Linked DNA regions of Mus musculus: all the other regions are linked to region 5. A link is a contact called in public Hi-C, HiChIP or PLAC-seq and Micro-C data. All regions are on one chromosome and are shown on one strand. Each heading gives the region's core, a stretch centred on a gene start, on an enhancer-like site or on the middle of the called end of the contact. The rest is flanking DNA. Distances are from core to core; before and after follow the strand shown.

What was found. Hi-C and Micro-C count contacts between places; a contact is called where the count stands out from the background. HiChIP or PLAC-seq counts read pairs in DNA pulled down with a chosen protein or histone mark.
Region 1: a contact with region 5 is called in an H3K4me3 HiChIP or PLAC-seq map of forebrain, with 3 times the contacts expected there. The contact joins the enhancer-like site here to the promoter of St8sia2 in region 5. A contact is called at or near these places in 1 of 39 promoter capture datasets (cranial neural crest), 7 of 484 Hi-C or Micro-C datasets (embryonic stem cells, forebrain and nephron progenitors) and 9 of 115 datasets of contacts at active chromatin or transcription factors (craniofacial prominence, embryonic forebrain, embryonic hindbrain and 5 more).
Region 2: a contact with region 5 is called in a Hi-C map of cortical neurons, with 1.8 times the contacts expected there. The contact joins the enhancer-like site here to the promoter of St8sia2 in region 5. A contact is called at or near these places in 1 of 39 promoter capture datasets (cranial neural crest), 1 of 484 Hi-C or Micro-C datasets (cortical neurons) and 8 of 115 datasets of contacts at active chromatin or transcription factors (embryonic forebrain, embryonic hindbrain, embryonic limb bud and 4 more).
Region 3: a contact with region 5 is called in a Hi-C map of uterus, with 2.6 times the contacts expected there. The contact joins the enhancer-like site here to the promoter of St8sia2 in region 5. A contact is called at or near these places in 2 of 484 Hi-C or Micro-C datasets (myocytes and uterus), 7 of 115 datasets of contacts at active chromatin or transcription factors (craniofacial prominence, embryonic forebrain, embryonic hindbrain and 4 more) and 1 of 9 other capture datasets (embryonic stem cells).
Region 4: a Micro-C map of embryonic fibroblasts shows a contact between it and region 5, with 3 times the contacts expected there. The contact joins the enhancer-like site here to the promoter of St8sia2 in region 5. A contact is called at or near these places in 1 of 39 promoter capture datasets (cranial neural crest), 4 of 484 Hi-C or Micro-C datasets (Sertoli cells, embryonic fibroblasts and nephron progenitors), 5 of 115 datasets of contacts at active chromatin or transcription factors (embryonic limb bud, embryonic stem cells, forebrain and 1 more) and 1 of 9 other capture datasets (pancreatic islet).

What each region holds. Positions count from the first base shown.
Region 1 is chr7:74,239,023-74,242,094 of GRCm38.p6, forward strand. No RefSeq gene overlaps it. Among named protein-coding and RNA genes, the nearest start is that of St8sia2, 230 kb to the left of the region's middle. Within about 2 kb of position 1,614, at least 23 of the 459 cell types and tissues checked have an H3K27ac peak or open chromatin away from gene starts, as enhancers often do. A contact at or near this core is called in neural tube, where this site is marked.
Region 2 is chr7:74,265,266-74,268,621 of GRCm38.p6, forward strand. No RefSeq gene overlaps it. Among named protein-coding and RNA genes, the nearest start is that of St8sia2, 250 kb to the left of the region's middle. Within about 2 kb of position 1,451, at least 2 of the 459 cell types and tissues checked have an H3K27ac peak or open chromatin away from gene starts, as enhancers often do. A contact at or near this core is called in cortical neurons, where this site is marked.
Region 3 is chr7:73,769,630-73,772,800 of GRCm38.p6, forward strand. All of the region lies in intron 2 of Fam174b (family with sequence similarity 174, member B), which reads left to right. Among named protein-coding and RNA genes, the nearest start is that of Gm30236, 9.3 kb to the right of the region's middle. Within about 2 kb of position 1,867, at least 27 of the 459 cell types and tissues checked have an H3K27ac peak or open chromatin away from gene starts, as enhancers often do. A contact at or near this core is called in uterus, where this site is marked.
Region 4 is chr7:74,171,008-74,174,470 of GRCm38.p6, forward strand. No RefSeq gene overlaps it. Among named protein-coding and RNA genes, the nearest start is that of St8sia2, 160 kb to the left of the region's middle. Within about 2 kb of position 1,669, at least 39 of the 459 cell types and tissues checked have an H3K27ac peak or open chromatin away from gene starts, as enhancers often do. A contact at or near this core is called in embryonic fibroblasts and embryonic limb bud, where this site is marked.
Region 5 is chr7:74,012,188-74,015,193 of GRCm38.p6, forward strand. St8sia2 (ST8 alpha-N-acetyl-neuraminide alpha-2,8-sialyltransferase 2) reads right to left here and starts at 1,495. Exons shown (of 6, transcript NM_009181.2): 1 at 1,210-1,495. The coding sequence starts at 1,307.

The DNA of each region.
Region 1 (3,072 bases), core at 364-2,863, 230 kb after region 5:
AATTTAAAGAAAAGAAGGCACAGAAGTGCACATTATCTTTTAGAAAGCTTTCCATGAAAAATGCTAACAATAAAGAGAGATTTTAGGCAGCTTGGGAAGCTGGTGGCTATTTTAACCCAGTTCTCAAGGTCTCTTGAGAACCAGGGGTTTTTGTTTTGGTTTGTCCTAATGATGTTCAGAATCAAAGTGTTTTCTAGCCCGAATAACACTGGAAATTTTAGGAGTGCAGTTGCTATTAGAAACTAATTGTCACCAGAGAGAAAAAGGAGAATGTGTCCAGGAGAGTGTGATGTCCTTGGCTTTGAATTCTAGCCCAGCACAATGACCCGATGACCCCCAGCAGGCTGGCATCTTGCAGGTATTCACAGGAAAATCTCCACTTACGCACCAGGTAGTGAGGTCTGCTTTTCATGTTGCCCAGCCAATCCCACCTTGTTCCCAGCTGTGTGCTCCACACATAAGAGCATTGCTTTCCTCATTATATGTTCAATGAGTGATAGAAACTTAATCCCATGAATTTTGAAAGGCTGCTCATAGTGAATGTCTGCAGGAGATTTGGATTAAGCATTCAATGCCCGAGTTTTTCACTGATTTATGTGTGTGTACATGTGCCCATGTATGTTGTGCTGCACGTGTGGAGGTCAGAGGACAGCTTTGTGGAACTGCTTCTCTTACCACCTTCATGTGGGTTCCAGAGACTGAACCTGGGTTGTCAGGCTTAGTGGCAAATATTCTTGCCCACTGAAGCATCTCACTGGCCCAAGAACTAGACATTTAACCATCATATTTAAACCTCATTACAATATTTGGGTGAGCACCTTGTTATTTGATAAATTAGGAAAATGTGTGTATTAGGAATGCAAAGAAGGTTTCCCATGAACACTGCAAGTAGATGGAGAAGCAGGGAAGAAAGAAAGCAACCAGCCATGCCAGTTTATCTGAGATTCAGGGGTTGTGAGGCTTTTGGTGCCAATAGTAGAAAAGTCTGGTCACTCCTGATAGAATGTCATCTCTGAGTTCATGTGGCTTCAGAGTTTGTATTCTTTCTGCTGCCCTTTGCCACCTCCCAATTCCTTAGAGACCAGAAAGGATTGTAAGCATCAGCGAAAGCATGTCAAATTGGGATTTCTAAAGAGGGAAGTAGGAATAACGATGCTACTAGGAGCAACGAGAGAAAGTGGTAGGCAAGGAAACCTGTATTTATATTCTATTCTGTTCAGTTTCAAAAATAATTGGCGAATAGAAAGAAAGACAGGCAAGCAATTAAGCTTGAAATGTATTCAAATGAGAAAACAAGGGAGAGGAGAATGGAATTTGTGTGTTTTAAATTGCTTATGAAGTTTTTAATAAATAATGTGTGGCCCTCAAAAAAATAAATGCTAATGAATGAGATCTGGAGGGTTGGCTTGCTGGAGGATTGGAGCTCATCACAAGCAGAGCATCAATCCAGAGACTGGATGAATTAATGTCTCTGCATGCAAGAGCGTGCCTGCCTCCTCAGGATTGCAGCACACACAGATTTAACCTCTCTTCTCTCTGTAACCTGCTCTCTGAATAGATGTTCACTCTGCTGGAAAAGTGTGATATGATCCTTGGGGAGGGGAGTAACACAGGAGGCAAGATGCAGAACTAGCAGTAGCTTGGCAGATGCCAGATCTGGTGACCACTGGAGCAGAGTTGGGGAGCAGATGTTATGTTACCATAGCAACTGGTGGGCAGCTCCAAATGAAGAAGGGACTCAATTTCCAAGGACTGAGACCTGAGGGAGACTTTGAACCCTGCCTGTCTCTAGAGCTCTCTGGCTTTGGAAATGTTGGGAGCAAACGAGGAAGCAAGAAGAGACTCTCACAGGCTTCCTCCTTCCCCGCCCCCTTCTCTCTCCTCATTGCTACTGTGCTGTACATAAAGGAGAAAGAAAAAAAAATCTTATTTTAATACCAACCTTTGTTGGGAAGGATGCTCCCAGCTGTGAATTAATGAGATGCTTTGCCTTGCCTCCAGGAGAGGAGGTGAGGATCTTCTTCCCAGTCAAACTGGTGCCACCCACCTCCCTCCTCCAGTGTCCTTCACTTCTCAGCTTCTGTTGTTGGTGACTGAATATGCCACATTACAGAATGACTGCTAGTAGCGCACAACCTTCCTATTGTTCCCCCTTTCTGCACCAGACTGCCTCATTGTGCTTTGAATTAATTTTTTACTAGGAAAACCCTAATTATCATGTGAACACCACAATTACCTTACATTCTGGTTTTTATGTCAAAAGCCTTAATTAAAAAATGCAAACAGCTAAAATATTTCTTGATATGTTCACCCCTTCTTGGCATTTCTTATTTTTCCAGTGGATCTCGAGCACCAGAAAAGAAACATCCCATACTAGCCTCCCTTGACCTCTGAAGGGTCCTTGAATCTTCATGACCAACTAGAAAAAACAAAGGCTGTGTGGGAGGGAAGGCTCTGCAGAGTCCCTGAATCTCAGTTGCTATTGCTAAAGCTGGGCTCTCAAAAAGCAATCCATGAGTGTGCCATATGGAAATGTGAAGTTTTCTATTATTTTTCGTCGTATCCTACAAAAACTCATTTTCTCAGTCTGTACAGTGTTCATAATATGGTCATCAATGGTCCATATGCATGTATTTACAATTTTAAGCTTTGTAAGGATTTGTGGAGGTTTGAGCCTAGAGCCTTTGTAAAGACAGTTTTAATACATATACCAATCAACTCGGTTATTTAAACATATAATTCAGGGGCTGAAGATGTGGCTCAGTGGTTAAGAGCACTGTTCTTGTAGATAGCCTTAGTTTGGTTCTTGGTACCTACATCTTATGACTTACAACTGCCTGTAACTCTATCCATGGGATCTGACACCCTCTTCTGGCCCCTGTAGGAAGTTGCATGCATGTAGTATACATAACCACATGTAGGCACATATGTACACACAAATTCATACACACACAAATAAATAGAATAAAATAAATTAATACTTTTTAGTATATATGTTTGCATAATTGTACACGCCTCATCCAAAACCTTAGAATAGTTTATTATTTACAAAAAGAAATGCTAGACCCCTAT
Region 2 (3,356 bases), core at 201-2,700, 250 kb after region 5:
TTGTGGAATAGTTTGTGCAGAACTGGAATTAGATCTTCTTTGAAGGTCTGGTAGAACTCTGCACTAAACCCATCTGGTCCTGGGCTTTGCTGAAAGGACCCTGATATAGCTACCTCTTGTTAGACTATGCCGGGGCCTAGCAAACACATAAGTGGATGGTCACAGTCAGCTATTGGATGGATCACAGGGACCCCAATGGAGGAGCTAGAGAAAGTATCCAAGAAGCTAAAGGGATCTGCAACCCTATAGGTGGAACAACATTATGAACTAACCAGTACCCCGGAGCTCTTGACTCTAGCTGCATATGTATCAAAAGATGGCCTAGTCAGCCATCACTGCAAAGAGAGGCCCATTGGACTTGCAAACTTTACATGCCCCAGTACAGGGGAACACCAGGGCCAAAAAGTGGGAGTGTGGGGGGTAGAGGAGTGGGGGAGGGGGTATGGGGGACTTTTGGGATAGCATTTGAAATGTAAATGAGGAAAATACCAAAAAAAAGGGTCACATCATTACAAAGGTTGAGGACCACTGCTAGAGCATTCTTAGTTAGTGACTGATTGATGTGAGGGGGCCACATTTTAGGTTGTACCATCCCTGGGTTGGTGTTCCTGGATTCTCTAAGAAAGCAGGCTGAGCAAGTCATTAGGAGCAAGCCAATATGTAACACCTTCCCATGGCCTCTGCATGAGCCCCCACCTCTGGGTTCCTGTTGAGTTTGAGTTCCTGTCTTGGCTTCCCTCAGTGGGCTGTGATTCAGGATGTACAAGCCAAATAAACCCTTTCCTCCCCAAGTAGCTTTTTGTCATTGTGTTTCCTCACAGCAACAGTAACTCTAGGACACTACACATTAGTCACTCCTTGCTTATCAGATTTACTCTCACTGTTTTGCAGAGCGAATGTTCGAAGAGTTTGTTTACTTAATAATGGCTCCAAAGCTGATGGCTACCCAGCTAGTCTAAAAAGAAGCTATAATATACTCAGGATGAAATGTGGAATTTTATCATAAGAATGAACATGTAGGAAAGAAATATATGTAGTGTTTCAGGCATCCACAAGGAGTCTTGGAAATGTATCCTTCAAGGCAGGCAAGGGCTGCTGTGTCTGTGCTGGATATAGAGGAGCGAGGGGATTTAAAGCAAGGAGGCAGTGATGCTAGAATTGATATCTGGGAGAGGGGGTTGAAGCTCTGGGCCTTACCATGCTCTACTTGGGTCACCAGGTAAAGACAGAGAACGGCCAGGAACTCAACTCCCAATCCCCAAAGATCCCTGTGAATGTAATCCTGATGGGCCTCTTCCTTTACACAAGTGGATGACAAGAAATAACAATTTCTGGATCAATCTGGGCTTTATTGTTATTTATATTTTCCGGGATCACACTGTGTGAGCATTTAACATTTTACAGACCATGCCAGATTTCCTGGAGTGACTATACTAAATTATGCTCTATCGCTTGCCATGTGGTTTGGCAGGAGAGAGCTTCAGTGTGAATGTTTTGCCAGAAGTTTAGATGAACACTGGGTAAAACCAGGTCTTTTGAAAAGATTGTGTTTGTTTGCTTAGTGAGTCTAAATGTGTGAAGGACCAGGGTGACTTTATCCCAGCTTTTCTGTCAGGTTTACAGGGTCAGGGAGGGCAGTGGTGGTGGCCTCTGGAACTGTGGGATTAAGCACCCCCTTCTACACTCCTGTCCTCCTTCCTGCCCTCACACTATCCCTCCCTCCTCTTTCCTCCTCCCCTTTCTTCTCTTATATACACACACTCACACATGAAAGAGGATATGTATACATGTATATGTCTGTAGTATATGTATATTGTTTATAGATATTTTAAGTTTCTTGATTATGTCTGGGCTGCCTTGGCTTTAAGAATAGAGATACATTAGCTTTGAAATAGTCAGGTCTAACTAACTTTTCATTTATGGATTTTTGCTGATTTTATATCCTTTGACAAATTCTCAATTCATGTATTTTTTCTTTCTCTCTAGTCTTTATGGCTTTCATGCATTTTTATTTATGTAAATTCTACTGGATTTGTCTTTGGCAAGCAGTAATGGATCAAATTTATTTCCAATTTGTTTCTTTGAACTATTAATTGAATTGTCTAATGTTTTTTCTCAGATCTGAAATGCTTTCTTTTAGCTAATATGTTATAGGTCACACATACATAAATGCCTGTTTATGGATATTTTCCTCAGCTTCGATATGCTTTCCTTGATTGGTCGTCTGAGCATGCTACTTTTGAAAGATGGGAGATTTTCATTAACATGTTGATTTTGAGGGTTCCTATTCTTAGCTGTTTTTATCATATTTTTAAAACGTCAATGGTGATGCCTAAGCCCATACTTAATGTATTTTGGGGAAGTATTTTTCAGTTCCAGTAGAAACTGTTGAGGTTTTCATGGAGATTCTGCATTGAACTTACTATTTTATTTGTTGGGGGTGGGGGGAAAATCACATTTTGCCAGCATTTAGTCATCTGATCTAGGGATATGACAATTACCTGTAGTTTTCAAATTGTCACCTTTGCCTTAGAAAATAGTTTATAGTTGTTACGAATCATATGTCTGCTAGGTTTACCCGCAATCATGCTTACAAGTTACATATAACGTCCTGGGTGAGAAAGCATACTTCCTGCAGTAATGGTTGTTAATAAGTATGAAACCCTTCACACATGAATCAGGCAAGTATGGCCTCCTGACAGCAAGTGGAGCATTCATATTTACACACTAACAGAAATTTATCAATGTTTGCTGTGCTCACAGTAGAAGGATGTCCCGATTTAAGCAAATAAGTGAGTACACAGCCCTGAATCCAAGCTCACGCCTGCCGGACAGAAGCATCAGTTCCCCACAACACCAATTCATACAAGCAACCATCAGTATCTACAGGCCAAGCCCCATTTGCCCAGACTTGGGACTTGGTTATTTTTTGGAGGTACATGTTTTAAGACAGGATCTCATGATGCAGCTCAGATTGGCCTTGGAATTTGGAGTCAGTTTTCTCAGCCTCCCAAAGAGCTGCAGACGGTAGTCATGAGCTACCAGGTCAGGAGAGTAACTTTCTATTTAAAGAGAAAAAAGAACCAACACAAGAATCTTTTTGATGAAGTCTCAGTTTGGTTAAGCATCTAGAAGGATTATTAAATGTCTTCCAGAGGTTAAAAAAAAATAGCAGCGTCTTGGGTCTCACTAGTGCTTCCTGGAAGTGTTTTACAGCTCATTTTTAACACAGCTTTGAATTCTCAAAGGTAGGTGTGACCCATCCACTAAGGACAATTCAAGTGTGTACTTGTTCTTACTTCTCCAATTTCTTTGGGTACAAGTTTTTGTTTTTGTTTTTTTTTTTTTTTTCATTA
Region 3 (3,171 bases), core at 617-3,116, 240 kb before region 5:
TACAGGATCTGGGTTTGCTCCCTCTAGTTCCTTGGTATCCTTCATTTCTTCTAGTCTAGGCAGAAACTCAGGACCCAGAAAATTCACTTGTATTAATCCTGTACTCTGAGCTATCTGGCAATAGTGAGCCTGAGTCCCACGGGCTCAGTCTTCATGCTGAGTGACTGTTCTTCAGCAGCCTGGCTCTTCTCTGTTGTCACTTTGGGGACAACTTCAAAACCAGGTTCCTATATATACTATGGTCACTTTATTTATTTGTGTAGGTGTGTGCACATGTATGTGTGTATATGAGCATATATGCATACATACTATGGCATGTATGTGGTGGTGGTTTGGCAACTTGCAGGAGTCAGGCCTCTAATTCTACTATGTGAGTCTGTTTGGTTTGAATGAGCATGGCCACCGTACATTCATATATGTGAATACTTGATCCCTAATTGGTGGAACTGTTTGGGAAGATTGAGGAGGTGTGGCCTTGCTGGAGGAGGTGTGTCACTGGGGGTCAACTTTGAGATCACCAGGCCCAGTCAGCTTTCTTCCTGCCTCTGTTTATGGATCAGAAGGGATGGTAGCAGCCTTAACTTCTGGTCAATAGCTGACTACTGAGTGGAGTTGGCTGGTGGGTTTTGCTGTATGGAGTTTCCCCTCGGTCTCTGAGTGTTCGTTACCTTTGAATTTTCTTTCTTTCCCTTGCTCTGTTAGGCAGGACATGCCTTCTCCTTTAACCGATTAAAGTGGTAAATCTGTATTTATTAAATTTCTAATATTTCTCCAGTTCAGGATTCTGGAGAGGGAGACAGCTTGGTCATGTGTTATCTTTCTGCGTGAACTGTCTTATACAAGGCTTTCCTTCTCTCTAGGGAGTGGTAACTGGCTGTTTGTTTTTTTTCTGTCTCGTTATTAGTTTGTCAGGCTTTGTTAAAAGTTATGGTGGCCTCATAAAACGAGTAGGGCAGGCTTCCTTATTTTCCTTTTCTGGACTAGTTTGGATCAGATCGGAATCACTTGTTTTCTAAGTGTTTAGTAGAGCATATCAAAAAACTGGCTGGACCTGAGCAGCCTGTGTGGAGTTTTTAGGGTCAGTGACATTCATTTCCTTGAATAGTTTTTAGAATATTCAGTCTTTACTTCTTCCTGGGTCAGTTTTGATCAGAAGCAGTTTTAGGGCATTTTGTCTATTCCCTTTAAAGTTTACAAACCTGTTGTTGTTGTGTAGTTGTTCCCAACATCATTCTTTAATCTTGTAAACATTTGTAATGTGAGCAGCTATGGTCTTTCTTTTCCTCTTTGAAAGAGAGGGTCTTTGTGTAGCCCTGGCTGGCCCGGAACTTGCAGAGATCCACTTGTCTCTTCCTCCCAAATGCTGGGATGACTTAATCCCTTGGTGTGTGCCACTATGTCTCCCTCTCTCGTATTTTTAAAAAATATTTATTTTATGTATATGAGTATACCATAGCTGTCTTCAGACACACCAGAAGAGGGCATCAGTTCCTATTACAGATGGTTGTGAGCCACCATGTGGTTGCTGGGAATTGAACTCAGGACCTCTGGAAGAGCAGTCAGTGCTCTTAACCACTGAGCCATCTCTCCAGCCCCCCTCTCTTGTATTTTTAATACTATTTTCCCCCCTTTCCCCCTTGCTCAGTCTTGCAGGAAGTTTCACTTCGTCACCGGTGCACGGGATTCATCTTCGAGCCTCTCCGATAGCCTCGGTGATGGTCGGTTTTGAGTTGGTGTCTGTATCTGGTCCCCCAGCTTTCTTTGAGCACATTCCATTCCTCCACTTCTTCCTCTGAGTGCATAGCCCCTTCTGTCGTTGTCAGCCTCCCCAGCTGGAATCAGCATTTGTTCTGTGGTAGCCTGTGTCAGAGCCTCCCGCAGACATTCAGGACGACTGCCAGACCCTGCTTGCCCTGCCTCCCCTTGGTGTCCAGGAAGGACTGAACTTCGGGGGCTCCCCACGGGAAGCTCCTGCTGTTTGTGGTTGAAATGAGGATGTGAATGAACTTGGAGCGAGTCAGTCAGGCACAAGGCCAGTCCAGTCCAGAGAAGACTGACTGCTGCGAGGCTCAGAAGTGTTCCCTAATGTACAGGTGTATAGAAACTAGAGATGAGAAAGCAGGGGTAAGCGCGGGGGTGGGGGATGAGATGGCTGTCATCTCACTACTTAGCAGTAGCCACTAGAGAGAGTGCGAGTACACATCTGTGGGCGTTGCTTTCTCTGTTGAAAAAGGCCCAAGTTACAAAGGCCGATTTATGGCACTTTCTCCCCTGAATGTCATATTGTGAACAGCTTTTTTTTTTTTTTAAATGTCAATAAGTATGAAAGAATGAAGGTTTTAAGGTCACCTTTTATTTCTACATAAGTTTTTTTTTTTTTTTTTTTTTTTTTTTTTTTTTTTTTTTTTTTTTTTGCGGACCCGTCTGCACACTGATAACTTATTCACAGAGTCTAGGTTTTCCTGTCCACCAAATGTTTCTGGCTTCCCCCAGGAAGCACACAAATTGAACTCGGATGTGAATGATTCCTGCCTTTGGGTTATTTTATGACGGAGTGGAAAGAGGAACATCGAGCTTGGCCCCAGGGTGGTGAGGTGGGTCCCGATATTGGTCTCTTATTGGACGTGTAACTTTCTGATCACAATTCGTGAACTGGAACCCGTGCGGGTTGGCCAGGCTTGTTTCCAGTCAGGTAGAGGAGACATCACAGGCCAGAAAGGCTTCTGTGTACAGCACCCCGACCACAATACTGTATCAAACCTAGGACCTCAAGCATTCTGGCCACGCCCTCTGCTGCTGAGCTCCGCCCCCAGCTCAACAGCCTTCACCTTTTCTATTTCTTACTGCTGGGATGCTTTGGTTTGGGAAAAAACGACTGCACGGAGCGCAGAGAGCCCTGGAGTTTTGGAATGGTTCCAGATTTTGGGAGGCGTTTGGATTTCATGTGTGTTTTGAGCTTGGTTGGCTCAGCGCACAGTTGCAGTCAGCGTTTTGGGTCTATGCAAACCCCTAGTTTATCACGGGAGACTTTTGTTCCCTCGAGGCATCTCTGGAGGACAAGCACACATGAGCTTTCCTGCTTGTATGGCAGGCAGCCTGGCAGCTGTGTTGAGTGCAGCCCAAGGTACCCAGCTGCTGGAAAAAGCAACCAAGACACCCAGCTGCTGCTGC
Region 4 (3,463 bases), core at 419-2,918, 160 kb after region 5:
GCCATATGCATATCACCCTTCTTCATTTTCTTAGGATGGATCCAGTATAGTGAGTTTTGGATAAGGAGAAGGATATGATGATGAAGATGATGATAAAAGTGATAATGTTGATGATGATGAAGAGGAGGAGGAGTTTCTCTTTTCTTGATCTCCAGTTTTTTCCTTCAGGGAAAGGACTAGCTATGCATTCTGTACCAGAGTTCTGTACAGTGGAGAGGCTGGGGAGATCGCACAATGGTTAAGAGCATCTCCTACTCTTTGAAGAACCTGGGTTCAGTTCCAAGCACCCACACATTGGCTCACACCACCTATAACTCTAGTTCCATGGGGATCTGGCTCCCTTTTCTGTTCTCTGTGGGTACCAGTCATGCACGTCATACACAAACACACAAGCAGACTGTCACTCATACACACAAAATAAAAATGTATAAATATTTAAAAATAAATAGATAAATAAATCCGGGGGAGCATTGAAGAGCTGAGGTCCTTGTGGCTGGGCCCTGAACAACCTGTGACAAGTAGAGAGACATTGGCCTTAGTACAGGACTTTGTCCTGTAAGCCCACAGATGACAAAGGATTAAGATGATGACTCTCAGTACTACATAACCTGCTCCAAAGAAGCCTGATAGTCAAACATTTGCTGCCTTGAGGTCCAGTCTGGAATGCATTTTAAAGCATTTTCAAGCCTTTTAGGAAGACAAGAGGATATAACTAACAAGCCAACACGCGTGTCTGGCTGTGGCCTCGCCTCCATGTTGATCTGTGAAGACAACTACACTTAACTGGCTTACCCTCACCTCATAATGCTCAATTTTTTGACCAGTACCTTGCACATGCTTTTGAGTACTTCCCCAATCAGAAGCCATTGTTCTTTTCTTGTACTTGCAAGTGGGCAAGGTCAGAACTCAGGAGATCTGCTGCTCTTCGAACTACAGCCAAGGAAGGAGGTAATGACACAATAGAAAGTGACTTTTACAGAAATTAGACTTGAAAATTAGAGACCATAACCCCAAATTCATAAAACAATCTCTGGTACATTGACTTCTACATTTTAGGGATATGTGTGCATTTGGTTCTGAGGAATCAAACCTATAGCCACATGTATGCTAAAAACATTCTCTACTACTGAGTCACACTTTTCACCCCTGTTTTAACCATGTATCTTACATAATTAGAAATTATATTGTGCTAATATAGTGTTTTTGTTTTAGTCTACTATAATCATCTCTGCCTCTGTCTCTCTGTCTTTCTCTCCTCTCTCTCTCTGTCTGTCTGTCTGTCTGTCTGTCTGTCTCTCTCTCTCTCTCTCTCTCTGTGTGTGTGTGTGTGTGTGTGTGTGTATATGTATGTCTCTCTCTCTCTCTCCACTCTAGTCCATAGACTACTGATTCTCAAATGTGGACCCTGGGCCAGAAACAGAAGTATCACTTGGAAGCTTATTAGAAACACAAATTCCTAGTCTCAGTCCAGATCTATTGAGCAAGAACCAAAAGCTTAATCAGCCTGTAGGCTACCACATGTACCACGTTTAAGAAGGCTGTTGTATGAAACAGCTCTAATGTGTGGGCATTCTGAACCCTGCTACCCAAAGCATGGGCCTCAGAGCAGCAAGTAGCAGTCATATGGGAGCTTGTTAAAATGACTGTACCTCACGTCTGTCCCCAGAGCAGCTGAGTCAGAACTACTTGCATCTTGCTCTCTATAAACTCTGAATAGGCAGGCTTGGAATGTGCCTCCTTAATTCCTCAGCCATGTGAACTTTGAGGCAGGATACACTTGGAGGAAAAAAAAAAAAAAAAAGCAAAGCTCTATTTGAAATCTCAGTGCTTTAAAAGTAGACATTAAAAGCAAACTTTAAAAACCACATCATTCTGTAAACATAACATAAGCTATGCATCAATCATAGCTCTCATTTATTGGTGGGGGAAACACCAAGGAGGAGACAGATGCGGTGATTGGCAGGAGGGTGAGCTGATAGTTCCTGTAGAAGCCAGGATGTGGCTCTTCTGTGTCCCGCCCACTTTGCCTGGTGAATACACTCAGAACACATTCCAATCTTAAGAACTTTAGGTAACTGGAGAGCAAACTGAAATCCAATCTGGGTGCATTCCTTAACATATGTAGATTTGTCTCCCTAGCTCTGTTTTTTGGAGCTTGGCTAATATTTTATCATGTAATTACCACTTTCTTCTTAAATATGTGACTCTAAAACTATTAGCTGCCTTATGAGGTGTGACTTCATCTTGAATGTGGAATTTCCCCCCCCCCCCTGGGCCATTATGTTTCCAGCTTTGCCCAACACCACTGATTCTTCACATTACAGCCCTCGAGAACTGTCAAACACACCTGGAGCTGTTAATGTCTTAGGTGTTATTTGATCGGAATCAGCTGCTGTTTCTCAGCCTTGGAAGTTAAGCTTAATGGAGAAGCAGGAAGCAAGGGAGAGAAGGGGGGAAGGGAATGAATGCCTTTGAGCTGCTGCCTGGGTCTCTTGTCTTGCCTTTGTGTGTGTGTGTGTCTTTTCTTTTTTTTCTTTTTTTCCTTTTTTTAGCTTAATCTGCATGTGAACTTGGCTTCAATCTTCTCTGTGAAGGCAGCTTTGTGTCAAAGCGAGGCTGATAGATCCCTACCTGTTAGGAGCTAAGCTGCCAGCACAGCTCCATGTCCCGACTCTTCTGTCCAGCTGTCCTGGCTGACATTCATTTTCTGGAAGGAACAGGTTTCATTCTGTACCTGTTACTGATGTGTCAGTCAGCTAGCTGCGTGCAGCCTCCGAGCTATTACCAAAAGAGGAGAAGAGGAAAAAGGCACATTGCACTTTTAAATTACATTTCAGGCTAAACGAGCTCGTTACTTCCAAAGTAAGATGAAATACAATATAATTTTGGCATGTGCCTTGGCAGCTTCTTCCTTTTCAAAAGAGTTCTGTTGGTACTTGGGGAATGATGGATAAGCGGTGGGAAGAGAGACTCGGCTGGTTCGGCACCACCAAGATCTCAGTCAATATATGGAGTGATAAGCAAAGGTAGATGGTAGATAGCTCACCCTGCCACTGTAAGGCAGGTGGACACATCAATCTACACTGATAGCCGGGGGGGGGGGGGGGGGTTGCAATACAGACGATAGAAAGGACCAGCTGAAGGGATGCATAGGACAATTCCACTGACCCTGTTCAGCAGCAGTAACTCACTGGCCATCTGTAAAAAAAGGCCAAGGCTAATTCTTCCTCCGAGCTTCTTGCCCAGATGAGGCCAATTCATGCTTTAAGGACCACAGTACTCAGATTCACACACCACACAGATCTCTCTGTGGTCTGAACTTTGAAAATGGGGTCTGTGGGGCTTGTGGACACAGAGCCCATTGTGTTCCTGTGCAATGGAATGTGCATTTTCTGAGAATCCCTAATGATAGGCTCTCTTGAACATTATAGCACCCGGTTGCCACCGGTTCGATTTATAGTGT
Region 5 (3,006 bases), core at 245-2,744:
GAGGGATCTGAAGGCAGGACCCATCCATTCTCTGTTCTTATATCCTTACGAACGAAGTTGGACAAAGGAGGGGCGCACGCAGCACAGGACGCTTGTTTGATTGAGCTTGGCTCCTCACTAATCCCACAGAGAATCAAATCCGCCTCCTGTGCTCTCAGGGACCTCACCCTTTTACTGAAGGCCACCTCAGAGCCTTGCTGCCTTCCTACATGTTCCACCACGGTTTGGAGGCTCCGGACATGGGTCGGGCTCCGCGTGCAGAAGACTGTAGGATCGGGAGCCAGCTTCAGCCCACGGGACACCCTGATTGATGAGCCCAGCTCAGTTAGACAGCTCATTCCAAGAAGTCCCGAACCAGGCACAGCTGGAGGTGTGGTCCCGCCTACCTCTGAAGAGATAGGGACAAGCTGAGATCGCGCGCTCCTGGGGACCCCGAAGCCCACCGGGCGGCGTTGGAGACTTTCCGACAACCTCCCCGGGTCTTGGCGCCGGCTGTGAGCGCTCAGCAACCTGGGGTTGCCTGGGGCCGTCGCAGGGTTGTCAGAGCACCCAAAGCCAGGGGAGAGCCCTGGTCTCCAGCACCGCGCGCCACACCTTTAGCGGTGCTACCCCCCACGCCCGGATCCTGGGCTGGCCGGCGGGAGGCGTGGGTGCGTACCGGTGTGTTCAGGGCACATTCCCCTTCCCAGGAGTCGGTACGGAGCCCTTCCCACTCATCTCCCGCCAGGGGATTCCCCTCCCCCAGCTCAGAGATCCCCCGCGCGCCCCCTGCCCACTTTGCCAAGGCGAGAAAACGGCCGAGCCGGAGACAAAGAAACTCCTGCCTGCCTCCACTCTCCGTCCTTCTACCCGCCCGAGACACTCCCCGGCGCCCTCCCTCGACCCCGGCGACACCGCGCGCGCACACGCCGGGGGAAGGGACTAGGGGACAGGGAGCAGGGTGGGTGAGTCCGCTTTCCCCACGCCGCGCGGCTACAGCTGCCCGTGCACCCCGCCCGGGGACGCCCCTCGGCAGCCGCGCCCCCATCATCCACTCCCTAAAGCGTCCCGGGCCCCTGACACTGCCACCCCCAGCCCAAACCGCCGGCACTATCCCTCCAGCTGAGCGACAGGGGGGCGCGGCGCACACAAAGCGGATGGGGAGTAAGGAGCCCAGGGGAAGAAGAGATCCCGCCGGGGATGGGGCACGGGCTCAGGGAGGCTATTTACCCGATTTCTTCTTCGATCTCTGAGATGTCTGCGAAGATGAGGAAGACCACGAGCAGCGTAAGCGCGGCCAGCATCCAGCTCCGGAACTGCAGCTGCATGGTGGGGTCGGTGCCCTCCGGGACCCGCGCGCGGGCCGGGGCGAGGAGCTGGGGCTGAAGGAGCCTCCGCGCTCCACGCGCAGCAGGGCACACACCCTGCGCTCCGGGCGAGTCCTGGCCGGCGGCGGCCAAGGCGACAGCAGCAGCAACAGACAAGGGTTGCTCTGGCGCGGCGAGCCCGCTCGCTCTCTCTCCGCTCCTGCCCGCCCCTCCCCTCCCCTCCCTCCTTCTCCCCCCCCCCTTTCCCCCCCGCCCCGCACTGGGCTCCAGGCGCAGTTTGACAGCTTTGCTCCGCGCCTTGCCTGGTCTCCTCCCACTAACTCTAGCGGCCACCCACCCGCCTTTGCTTTTCCTGCCCGAGAGGGCTCAGGGAGCTTGCCACTCCCGGCCTAGGAAGGCTGGGCTCCGGCCATCGAAAGCGACCCGGAGACTGAGCTGAGCCAGACAACTCGGAGCACCCGGGGCTGCTTGGCAAACGCCTAGCGTCGCTCGCTCTTTGTCCAGCGCCCTCGCTTCCTCTCAAAGTTTTCCCGACACAAAGACTAGCACCTTGGGGACGGTCTCCGGCGCGCTGCGAGGAGGCGGTATCCTCTGGGCTACGCTTCAGCAGTTGACGAATTGAAAGGGGAAGTGGAAGAGAGGAGGGGAGAAGAAATGGGCAAGAGGGGCCAACTTCACCAGCGATGTTCATGGCAATTGGTGGGCGAGGTGCTCAGCCTGCACAACACCACCTTCTCTATGGGCGGTCATCTCTGTCCATTTATAGACCCAAGCCCGGGAGCATGGAACTCTCGAGTTGTTTGAGGTCATGGCTAGAACCCAGGGATCCCCGTAGTACCTGCTCTACTTCCAAGAGCAGGCATAGTACCCACATTGTGGCTGGTACTGTACGTGCTTCATCCCCTTAGCTCGTGCTCTTTTCTGGTCTAATCAATAAACCCCTGGAGTCCTATCATGATCAAAAGGCCTTCTAGAAAAATACACTTCCCACAAAGGGAGATGCTCCTCCCCCCCACCCCATACCGAACGATTTCCCTGCTTCAGACCCTTTTAGCTCACTTTACCGTTACCTTTTGCCCTGCTGCGTCAAGAGGGAAGAACCCATTCATTAAGTTTTACTAGAACTAGATTACAACACACACACACACTGGATGTAACTTTTCAGAAGAAGCCAGATCGTCCTTTGGTTAGTGAAGGGTCCTAGAGGTTGCTTGTCAGAGGCGTTGAGAATGTCAATGCAGTGCCCTACTGTTTGGGAAGCACCTGTAGATAAACAGAGATGCCCAGTCGGTTGTCCTCCAGAACAACTCCAAGGAGGAGCTAGTAGTTCCCTTAGTGTAGTTCCCGTGTCTCTCCCAGGCCAAGGTGTGAAGGTCTAGGGAGCTCCCCACACTTCTTCATTGAGGAACAGGCTAAAGGGAGTGGTCTCTGCAGGAGGCCTGCTGGGTTTTGTTGCTGTTTTTATTTTTATTGTTGTTGTTGTTGGTGGTGGTACTGGTGGTAGTGGTGTGATTCAGGACAAGCTCTCACCTGCAGGGAGAGCCTCTATGCCCTGCCTGCTGACAGGATACGGAAACAGCGTGGTAAGGTGGGGGACAAGTTCTTCAGGGGTCTCCTCTGAGTGCCAGCAGCAGTTGTCTTTTTCCCAGAGGAGGGATGCGCCCCTTCCAGGGTGTTTCATTGCTTCCCCCCCCCCACC